Regions from separate parts of the Pan troglodytes genome. Here region 2 is linked to region 1. The links are chromatin contacts, called in public HiChIP or PLAC-seq maps. All regions are on one chromosome and are shown on one strand. Each heading gives the region's core, a stretch centred on a gene start, on an enhancer-like site or on the middle of the called end of the contact. The rest is flanking DNA. Distances are from core to core; before and after follow the strand shown.

Region 1 (4,616 bases), core at 1,119-3,618:
CCTTTGAGAGAGGTACTTGGTGGACTATCATGCTGTGAGAAGGGTACAAGGTTTTTGGTGTTGGAATAGAGGAACTGGTACTTAGAGGTGGGAAGCAGAAAAGGCACAGGGAGAGACGGGATGGCTATAGGCTGGGACAGCACCTCTTCCAAGAGTCCTGCTTTGGAATGGATAGGGGAGGGGCTGCTGGGGGGGCCTGGTTCCAGGAAGGCTGCTTCCTGGAAGACAGGAACAGCCCTTGGCAGTGGCCACGCTATTGCTGTTTATGGTTTGGAGGCTCATGTAACCTGCCACTGTAGCGTGCCTCAGGTTCTAATTGCTGCTGGAAGTGGGCCTGGTGGGAGCTGGGAATGATCTGAGGCCTCTGAGCTTAACCAGGCCTGCCAGGGCCCTCAGCTGGGTGGCTGAGATGAGAAAATCAGCATTGAGGAGAACACTGGAGCCAAGGCATTTCTTTGAATGTTTACTAAGCAGCCAGAAGGTGACTTACTCCATTCCCCAGTTCCAGCCCCTGAGCATAGAGGGTTTAGGGTTAGGAGGAGTACCACAGACGGAAGAGGAAGTAGAGTTAAGGGCTTGGCAAGTTGCCCACTCCTATCCCTGGTCTAGCTGCCTCAGAACTAAAGGAGGCCTGGAACTAACAAGTCACTTCCTTCCAGATTAGATGAGGCCAGCTGGCCTTTGGATGCCCCAGGAAGAGGTGGTGGCAGCAGTGGCATGAGGGATCCCTCTGTAATTCCACATGCCAGGTCATCTGCACTGGATTAGATGTCCATTTCAAATTGTGCGTCATCTGGAGAGAGAAAAGGCAGGAAGACAGGTTGCTGGTCTGAGGATCTGCAGGCTCAGCAGGCTCAGCATCAGTGCAGAAACCCCTCTTGGAACTGAACCCCCGCACTGTGTCACAGTGGCATTTGAACTCAAAGGCTGGGACAATTCTTAATTCCTGCTTTCCTTACCGGGTATCTCTTCCTCTGTCTCCTGCTCCTTCAGCTCCTCCAGCTTGGAGAGAGGGGCTGTTGGAGGAGTTGTGACCCCGGGAATCTGAGGGAGGCAGCAGGGGGGTGTCCGGGCAATGGGTGAGTTCTTGCACTCCAGCAGGAACTTTCGGTCGTAGATGATCCTGGTGCCTGTCAAGGGGTTGGGACTGAGGTAAGAGTCAGGAGCTTGGGTACCGAGATGACTGGGGTCCCAGACTCAGGCCTTTTGGGGCCTGGAGGTAAGGGTGGTGTCGAATTTCCCTGTGCATCAAAGGACATCTGCTCTGAAGCCCAGCTAGGTTCTCAGCAGACAAGCCTTCATAGTGCTTAAAATCTTCCAGACCTAACCAAGATGTGGGTATAAAGCAAGGGGGGCATCTCAGCTGGTATAGGCAGGGGCTTTATGTTTGGGAGAGCTTCAGATCTTGGCTCTAAGAGGAACACCAAACTTTGAGTTCAGGTACTTCATGCTGCTCCTCTACCACTCTGAAACCTCTTTGCTTTGGTCTCACCAGTGAAGGTGAGACCTAGACTAACAGCCTCAGGTGGTTCAAGAAGTGAAATAGCAGTTGTGAAGGGTTCCACCCAGTGCTGTCACCTGGGCTATCTCCTGCAGGGAGGAGAAACGTACTGTTCTAATCCTGACCCCTCCCAGGTCCTATAAGGTTCACACTAGCTCAGAGGAACTTGGCCCGCATAATGTCCTCAAAGGGCCCTGCCCTGTTCCTCCCCTCCGCTTCCGCGTGGCAGTAATCCCTGGGTCGGGAGCCCAGCAGCTCGTGATCCCAGGCTGCTCGCCCAACCAAACAGACGCCAGCCAGCAGCACATAAACGGAGCAACTGCCCCAACTGTTCTAACTACTCCACTTCTCAAGACCCGGTGCTTCCGGCTGAGGTCACGCTCAGTAGGGGGCCCTGGCCCCTATTCCTAGGAAGCAAAGTCGCGAGGGGTAAGGAGCGTGTGTAAGGCGCCAAGAACCCAGGCCACAGTGAAGGATTACATCCCAAACACCCGGAAGCTAGGCTCATGGCCTTGTTGCATCACTTATAAGTTTTTGGGAACTGAGCTTCCGCTCCATTCTCCCCCAAAGCTACAACCTGTAGAGGGGCCTGCGGACAAGTCTTAGGCCTCTCCCTCCCCTACCCCCGCCCCGCAACAACACGCATGCGCTGATATGTCCGCAGCCTGCGGACCCCTGCCCGGCCCGCTGACCTCCGGGGGTAGTGGCGTATAGCGTGCCCCCCGGCGTGGTGCTGTAGCAGTCGGGCAGCTGGTCCCGGCCCCCGGGAATCGGGCAGCTAGTGGACGTTGACATAGCGAGCGGGAGGAGCAGCAAAGTAACCGCCTGGCGTTGAGGTCGAGGAGCGCAGCTCTGAGTCTGAGGCGGACTCAGCCGACCACGTGCAGCTGCTGGCAACAACACTAGAACAACGTCACGCCCAGGGCGGGCCACCGGCCGTCACTCAACCCGACGGTCCCGCCCTATCTGCTAGGAAGCCAGCCCGGTTCAGAGAAAGCTGGAAATGCGTCCAAAGTCCCAGGCCCCACACCGGCTTCCAGTTCCTGCTGGCCCAGCGCTGGCCAACCTGCCTGAGTGCTGCAGCAGCTCAGCTATTTACTGTTTATAGCCGGGAGCTGGGGGCAGGTGAAGTAGGGCAAGCGTTTTTATCCTGTATTAGTTCACCCATTCCTCGCCAACTTTTGGATAGTAAAGCACTATGATTAGCCAAAGTCACACATCTTGCAGGAAGGGAAGCTGGGATTCAAATCTGACTGCATCTGATTCCAGGACTGTGCCCTTAAGCCCAGCTGTGTACTGCCTCCCATAAACAGTAACAGTACAAGGCCGGGTGCGGTGGCTCACGGCCTGTAATCCCAGCACTTTGGGAGGCTAAGGCGGGTGGATAGCTTGAGCCCAGGAGTCTGAGACCAGCCTGGGCAACATGGTGAAACCTAGTCTCTACTAAAAATACAAAAATTAGCCGGGTGCGGCAGCATGCGCCTGTAGACCCAGCTACTCGGGAAGCTGAGGTGGAAGGATAGGTTGAACCCAGGAGGCGGAGGTTGCAGTGAGCGGAGATTGCACCACTGCACTCCAGCCTGGGTGACACAGCGAGACCCTGTCTCAAAACAAACAAAAACAGTACGGGGTGAAACATGCCTTGATGGCCTGGAGCACAGCAGGAAGGGGAAGGTCAGTGAGGGCTGGTCATCTTTCTGAAGAAGTGGTACCTGGACTAATAAAAGGATGAGTCAAGTTTGGGGGCTACAGCTGAGGCATCACCAGTCAGAAGGCCTGCCCTTTGATCTCTTTGCCAGTTAACTAAGGAGGGGCAGGGGGCTAGTGAGGAGAGCTTGGTCTTTAGAAGGAAAGAAAGGTCAGAGAGTTTGGCCTTGGAGTTTTTTTTGTTTTGTTTTGTTTTGTTTTATGTAGACACAGTGATATGACAGGCTGGAGCAAGGTGGTGGGATTGGTGAAGATGTATATACGCTGGAAATCTTGAATTCATCAGGCTGTCCTGTTTGGCTTCCTCAAAATCAATACTGCCTCCACTGTCCCTTCCCCTCACCAAAAATTAAGTATAGACCACCTGACTGCATCCATTTATCAATATTAACTCATCTCTGGCTTCATCAGATTTCTCCTTAGGTCTGATTTCTTCACTCATTTAAAAAAAGATTGCTTCTCAAACTATTTATTTTCTGAGATAGGGTTTTGCTCTGCTGCCTAGGCTGGAATGCAGTGGTGTAATCTCAGCTCACTGCAAACTCTGCCTCCTGGGCTCAGGCCATCCTCCCACCTCAGCCTCCTGAGTAGCTGGGACCACAGGTGCCCACCACCACACCGGGCTAATTTTTGGATTTTTTGTAGAGACAAGGTTTCACCATGTTGCCCAGGCTGGTCTCGAACTCCTGAGCTCAAGTAACCTATCTGCCTCGGCCTCCCAAAGTGCTGGTAAGTGTGAGCCACCACACCTGGCCAGCTTCTCAAACTTTAATGTGCATACAAATCATCTGGAGATATTGTTAAAATGATAATTCTGATACAGTATTGGTCTGGGTGAGATTTTGGATTTTTTTTTTTTTTTGACACACGGTCTCACTGTCACCCAAGCTGGAGTGTAGTGGTACAATCATGGCTCACTGCAGCCTCAACCTCCTGGGCTCAGGTGACCCTCCCACTTCAGTGTCCTGAATAGCTGGGACACAGGTGCATGCCACTGTACCTGGCTAATTTTTAAATTTTTTGTAAAGGCGGGGTCTCACTATGTTGCCCAGGCTGGTCTCAAACTCGTAGGCCCAAGCGATCCTCCCAAACAGGCATCCTCCGAAACAAGAATTACAGGCATGAGCCACCGTGCCCAGCCAATTGTGGATTTTTTTTTTTTTTTTTTTTTGAGATGGAGTTTTGCTCTTGCCGCCCAGGCTGGAGTGTAATGGCATGATCTTGGCTCACCGCAACCTCCGATTCCCAGATTTAAGCGATTCTCCTGCCTCAGCCTCCTGAGTAGTTGGGATTACAGGCATGTACCACCACACCCAGCTAATTTTGTAATTTTAGTAGAAACAGAGTTTCTCCATGTTGGTCAGGCTGGTCTTGAACTCCCGATCTCAGGTGATCAGCCTGCCTCAGC
Region 2 (4,667 bases), core at 587-3,086, 120 kb before region 1:
GCATTCAAATAATTACACAAATGGACATATGGTTACCAACCATTCATTAGTAAGGGAAAGGTACCATGGCACCTGGTGCCATGGCAGCATCTAACAGGTAACCAATTTTAGTCTGGGGAGAGAGGAAGAGGGAAGAGATCCTGGAAACTCAGAGATAGTAGGTAAAAGTGAGGGGAAAGGAGTTTTCCAGACAGAATAGCACATGCAAATGGGCTGAGGTTTCAAGATTTTTTTTTTTTTTTTTTTGAGATGGAGTTTTGCTCTTGTTGCCCAGGCTGGAGTGCAATGGCACGATCTCGGCTCACTGCCACCTCCGCCTCCCTGGTTCAAGCGATTCTCCTGCCTCAGCCTCCCGAGAAGCTGGGATTACAGGTGCCCGCCACCACACCCAGTTAATTTTTCTATTTTTAGTAGAGACAGGATTTCACCATGTTGGCCAGGCTGGTCTCTAACTCCTGACCTCAGGTGATACCCCACCTTGGTCTCCCAAAGTGCTGGGATTACAGGCATGAGCCACCATGCCTGGCCCAAGACGTATTTTTAAAAGGTATGGATGAATGAGCACAGATGGTCAGGGCGTTGAAGGCAGGATTGAGAAATTTGTACTAAATCCTAAAAGCAGACCATTGAAGGGTTTTAATCAAGGGAGTGTCTCACTCTATTGTCCAAGCTGGAGTGCAGTGGCACGATCTTGGCTCACTGCAACCTCCACCGCCCGAATCCAAGTGATTCTTCTGCCTCAGCCTCCCGTGTAGCTGGGATTACAGGCCCGCGCCACCACACCGGGCTAATTTTTGTATTTTTAGTAGAGACGGGGTTTCACCATGTTGAACAGGCTGGTCTCTAGCTCCAACCTCAGGTGACCCGCCCACCTCGGCCTCCCAAAGTGCGGGTATTACAGGCGTGAGCCAAGATTTGTGGTTTGAAAAATCACTTAAAAGGGCCTGCTGAGCCTGTCTCGGGCACAATATAATAATCCGGTAGGAGTCCGGGCACGGTGGTTTACGCCTGTAATCCCAGCACTCTGGGAGGAAGGCAGGTGGATCACGAGGTCAGGAGTTCAAGACCAGCCTGGCCAAGATGGTGAAACCCCGTCTCTACTACAAATACAAAACAAATTAGCCGGGCGTGGTGGCGGGCGCTTATAATCCCAGCTACTTGGGAGGCTGAGGAAGAGAACTGCTTGAACCCGGAGGGGGGAGGTTGCAGTGAGCCCAGATCGCGCCACTGCACTCCAGCCTCGGCGACAGAGCGAGACTCCGTCTCAAAAATAAATAGGTAAGTAAATAAATAATAATCGGTGGGAAATAACAAGGCCTTAAAGGGCTTTTTGTCCTACTATGGTATCTGGGCTCTGTCACGACATTCCAGTTCTTTCAACAGATTGGTGTGATAGAAGAGCCGAATGTTACTGAATGAATTGGACCCAAAGAATCTTGCAAAATTTGTCTCCCTGCAACTTTCTCTCCTCTCTCCTGTTCCCAGGTCCACCCCCGGGAAGCTTCCAGACCCGGCGCCCCCGGCCCTGCCCCGCTCTCACACGAATACGTCCCCGTCCACGTCCCCTGCAGCCAGTAGATCACGGGCCGGATGGAACGCCAGCCCACTAGCAGGAGCTTCCAGCACGATGTCTTCCGGAGTGTCCCGGATCCGGGTTGGGGCTTCCATGGAGTCTGGGTCCTCTTCGTCGCTCCCATCCTCAGCGGGCCTCTCCTCACAAGTGCGGTCCATGCTGAGAAGGACTGCGAGCCGCACCGCCGCAGGGTAGTCAGCCTCGGAACCACCCACACTGCGGGAGGAGTAGCCTGGCACTCCGCTTCCGCCTCGGGGGGCGGGGCCGGAAGTGTCTCCGGGACGTTCTTCCTCTTACAGGAGAGGTGGGTGGGCCGCTGCTGGTGCGGGTGGAGCGGAGCGAAGAGACCGCATCTGGGAGATCTGCTACTTCCTTGTCCTGCTGTGACCCCGTTTGGGCTAGGTAGACGGTGCGACCGTCAATTCCCTCCCTAGTCACGTCACGTAAAGTTGGGAACTGCGTGTAAATCTTTCCTCTCCTACTTCATCCAGACAGGCTTAATGCCCTTGGGATAGGAGAGAAGGGACCAAGTCCTTCGTGGCTTGGTGAAACCCAAGATCAAGTCAAGCGACAGCCTGGGCTGTCAGGAAGCCGCAAAATCCCACGCTGCGCGATGACATACGGGAGTCTTGGACAGCAGGCAGCTCAAGCAGCTGGTGTCCACGCCCCTAACGTCTTTGTGGCCAGTTTGCTGTGCCAGTTCCTACAATTTGTCTACAGAAACTCAATGGGCTGGACAAGCAGTGCTCAGTTACCAAGAATTTTTTTTTCTTTTGCTTTGTTTTGAGACAGGGTCTTGCGCTGTCGCGCAGGCTGGAGTGCAGTGGCACGATCACCGCTCGGCTCAAGCGATCCTCCGAGTAGCTGGAACTACAGGCACGCGGCACCACGCCTGGCTAATTTTTATTTATTTATTTATTTATTTGTTTGTTTATTTATTTATTGAGACGGAGTCTCGCCCTGGCTGGAGTGCAATGGTGCGATCTCGGCTCACTGCAACCTCCGTCTCCCGGGTTCAAGAGATTTTCCTGCCTCTGCCTACCGAGTAGATGGGACTACAGGCGCATGCCACCACGCCCAGCTAATTTTTTGTATCTTTAGTAGAAACAGGGTTTCACCATGTTGGCCAGGCTGGTCTCAAACTCCTGACCTCGTGATCCGCCCGCCTTGGCCTCCCAAAGTGCTGGGACTACAGGCGTGAGCCACCGCACCTGGCCAATTTTTGTATATTTTGTAGAAACGAGGACTCAGTATGTTGCCCAGGCTGGCCTTAAACTCTTGACGTGTCTTCCCACCTCAGCCTCCCAAAGTGCTAGGATTATAGGCGTGAGCCACGGCGCCCGGCCCCTGAATTTCTTTTTTTAAATCAAGGTCTTGCTCTGTCACCCAGGCTCAGAATGCAGTGGTGTGATCATAGCTCACTACAGCCTTGAACTCTTCGGTTCGATCCTCCTGCATAGCTATAGACTCATGAACTCCTGGCCTCAAGAGACTCTCCTGCTTTGGCCTCCCAAAGCACTGAGACTGTGGGCATGAGCCATCGAGCCTGGCCTCAGAAACTGAATTTCAAACCAACAATCTCCAGGTCTTGCTTTTAGTGACTCTCCAGATGTCTTCACCTGTGCCATGTCTCTGTGACCATTTTTAATAATTGGGACTGCTGCCTACCTACATCCATAGAACCATGGTGACATTTGTCTGAAATTAGCCATTCTAGGTGCTATTGCAGCAAGGCCCAATTTCAGCCTCTTACATGCCATGCACAATACTGGCTTCCTCACAAAAACCTGTCCTACCAAGGTGAATATAATCAAAGACAAGGTAATGGCTAAGGTGACTTTCTAGCTTTCTTGGATCTGGTGAGGCCACAAATCTTGGGCTCAGGGTAGACAGTGGCAGCGTGGCATCCAGCCAGGAAGCAGTGGTGACACCTAATGATGAGCACCAGACCAAAGTGCTGGTAATGAGCAGAAGGGAAGAAAAGGGAAGGGAATGGTGTGATTCAAAGGTCAACAGACCTATTCTGGGCCTTGGCAAATGTTTCAGGGTGATGAAGGGCACCAAACCCTTCTGGTCTAGGATAGGAATTCCTGTACCTGCAGGGCCACACTATATCAGCTCTAAACCCGAAGCACTTCCCTAAGGTTACACCTTTAGCCAAGGAGACAGTGATTTGTACTCAACATTAATAAAGCTCATAGGACATAAACTCATAAAAGGTTTTGGTTCCCACCCATAAGTGATTTTCATTAGATGCCTTCATCCAGAGCCCAGTCCTTCATAGCCTGGAGATCAGATTAGCAGCCCATCAGGCTGACAGCAATCCCCAGGAAATCTTTCCCCAGGGACTAGGCCTGAAGATGGGCCTGAATGAGTCTGACATTTGAGACCAATCATCCTTACATTCCTCTATCCACCTCTTGCCCATCAGTGAGGATCATTATTCTCTTCTCTACTGGGCACACTGGCTAGAGAGCATCCTTACTGTAGGAATCTAGAACCACAGCTCAGGAAAGGACTGATGACTTTCTGCATGTGATTTTACACAACCAGTGGAATTAGTGTTCTTGGTGCTTCAAGGGCACTGGAGGGGACATGCTCAACAAAGAAAATAGCAAGTTAACCAATTTTAATGGAACCAAGTAATTACACAATAAAATTTTATATTCATCCACAAAAAAACATCTTGCAACCTTTGGAAATTGTAGAAAGAAAACAGTGGGGAGCATATCCTTGTGGAGCATCTCTGGTTGTAACTAGTGATTAGTATTTTGGTCTTTTGACTTCAACCCTGCAATGGAAGGAGAAATGGGTCAGTATAAGATCAATACACTAAGCAATTCCCACCAGTCCCACAGAGGAAGAATAATGCCGCTCACCCATCAGCTTCCATCTTCTTCCTCTTCTCAATGATCTGCAAAAACAACAGGATAGTCTATCACCAAGCTGCCCATCTAAGCTCACCTGAGGCCCAAGGCTGACCTCTCATTTCCATGGCTCTCCAGCCCCTTGCCTGTTCCTGAATCTGCAGGCTAATGTCTTCTCCCAGCTGAAACCCTCCCACCCAAGGGGCCATCCTACTTACTGCACTAAT

What was found. HiChIP or PLAC-seq counts read pairs in DNA pulled down with a chosen protein or histone mark.
Region 2: an H3K4me3 HiChIP or PLAC-seq map of stem cell-derived excitatory neurons shows a contact between it and region 1, with 3 times the contacts expected there. The contact joins the promoter of WDR55 here to the promoter of EIF4EBP3 in region 1. A contact is called at or near these places in 1 of 7 Hi-C or Micro-C datasets (stem cell-derived neural progenitor cells) and 1 of 1 datasets of contacts at active chromatin or transcription factors (stem cell-derived excitatory neurons).

The regions. Positions count from the first base shown.
Region 1 is chr4:138,260,401-138,265,016 of NHGRI_mPanTro3-v2.0_pri, reverse strand. EIF4EBP3 (eukaryotic translation initiation factor 4E binding protein 3) reads right to left here and starts at 2,368. Exons shown (of 3, transcript NM_001204162.1): 1 at 2,194-2,368; 2 at 960-1,130; 3 at 449-793. The coding sequence starts at 2,296. The coding sequence ends at 765.
Region 2 is chr4:138,377,258-138,381,924 of NHGRI_mPanTro3-v2.0_pri, reverse strand. It overlaps WDR55 (WD repeat domain 55), which reads right to left and starts at 1,836. Exons shown (of 8, transcript XM_024356755.3): 1 at 1,541-1,836. The coding sequence starts at 1,731. IK (IK cytokine) reads right to left here. Exons shown (of 20, transcript NM_001280036.1): 18 at 4,659-4,667; 19 at 4,453-4,487; 20 at 4,188-4,364. The coding sequence ends at 4,337.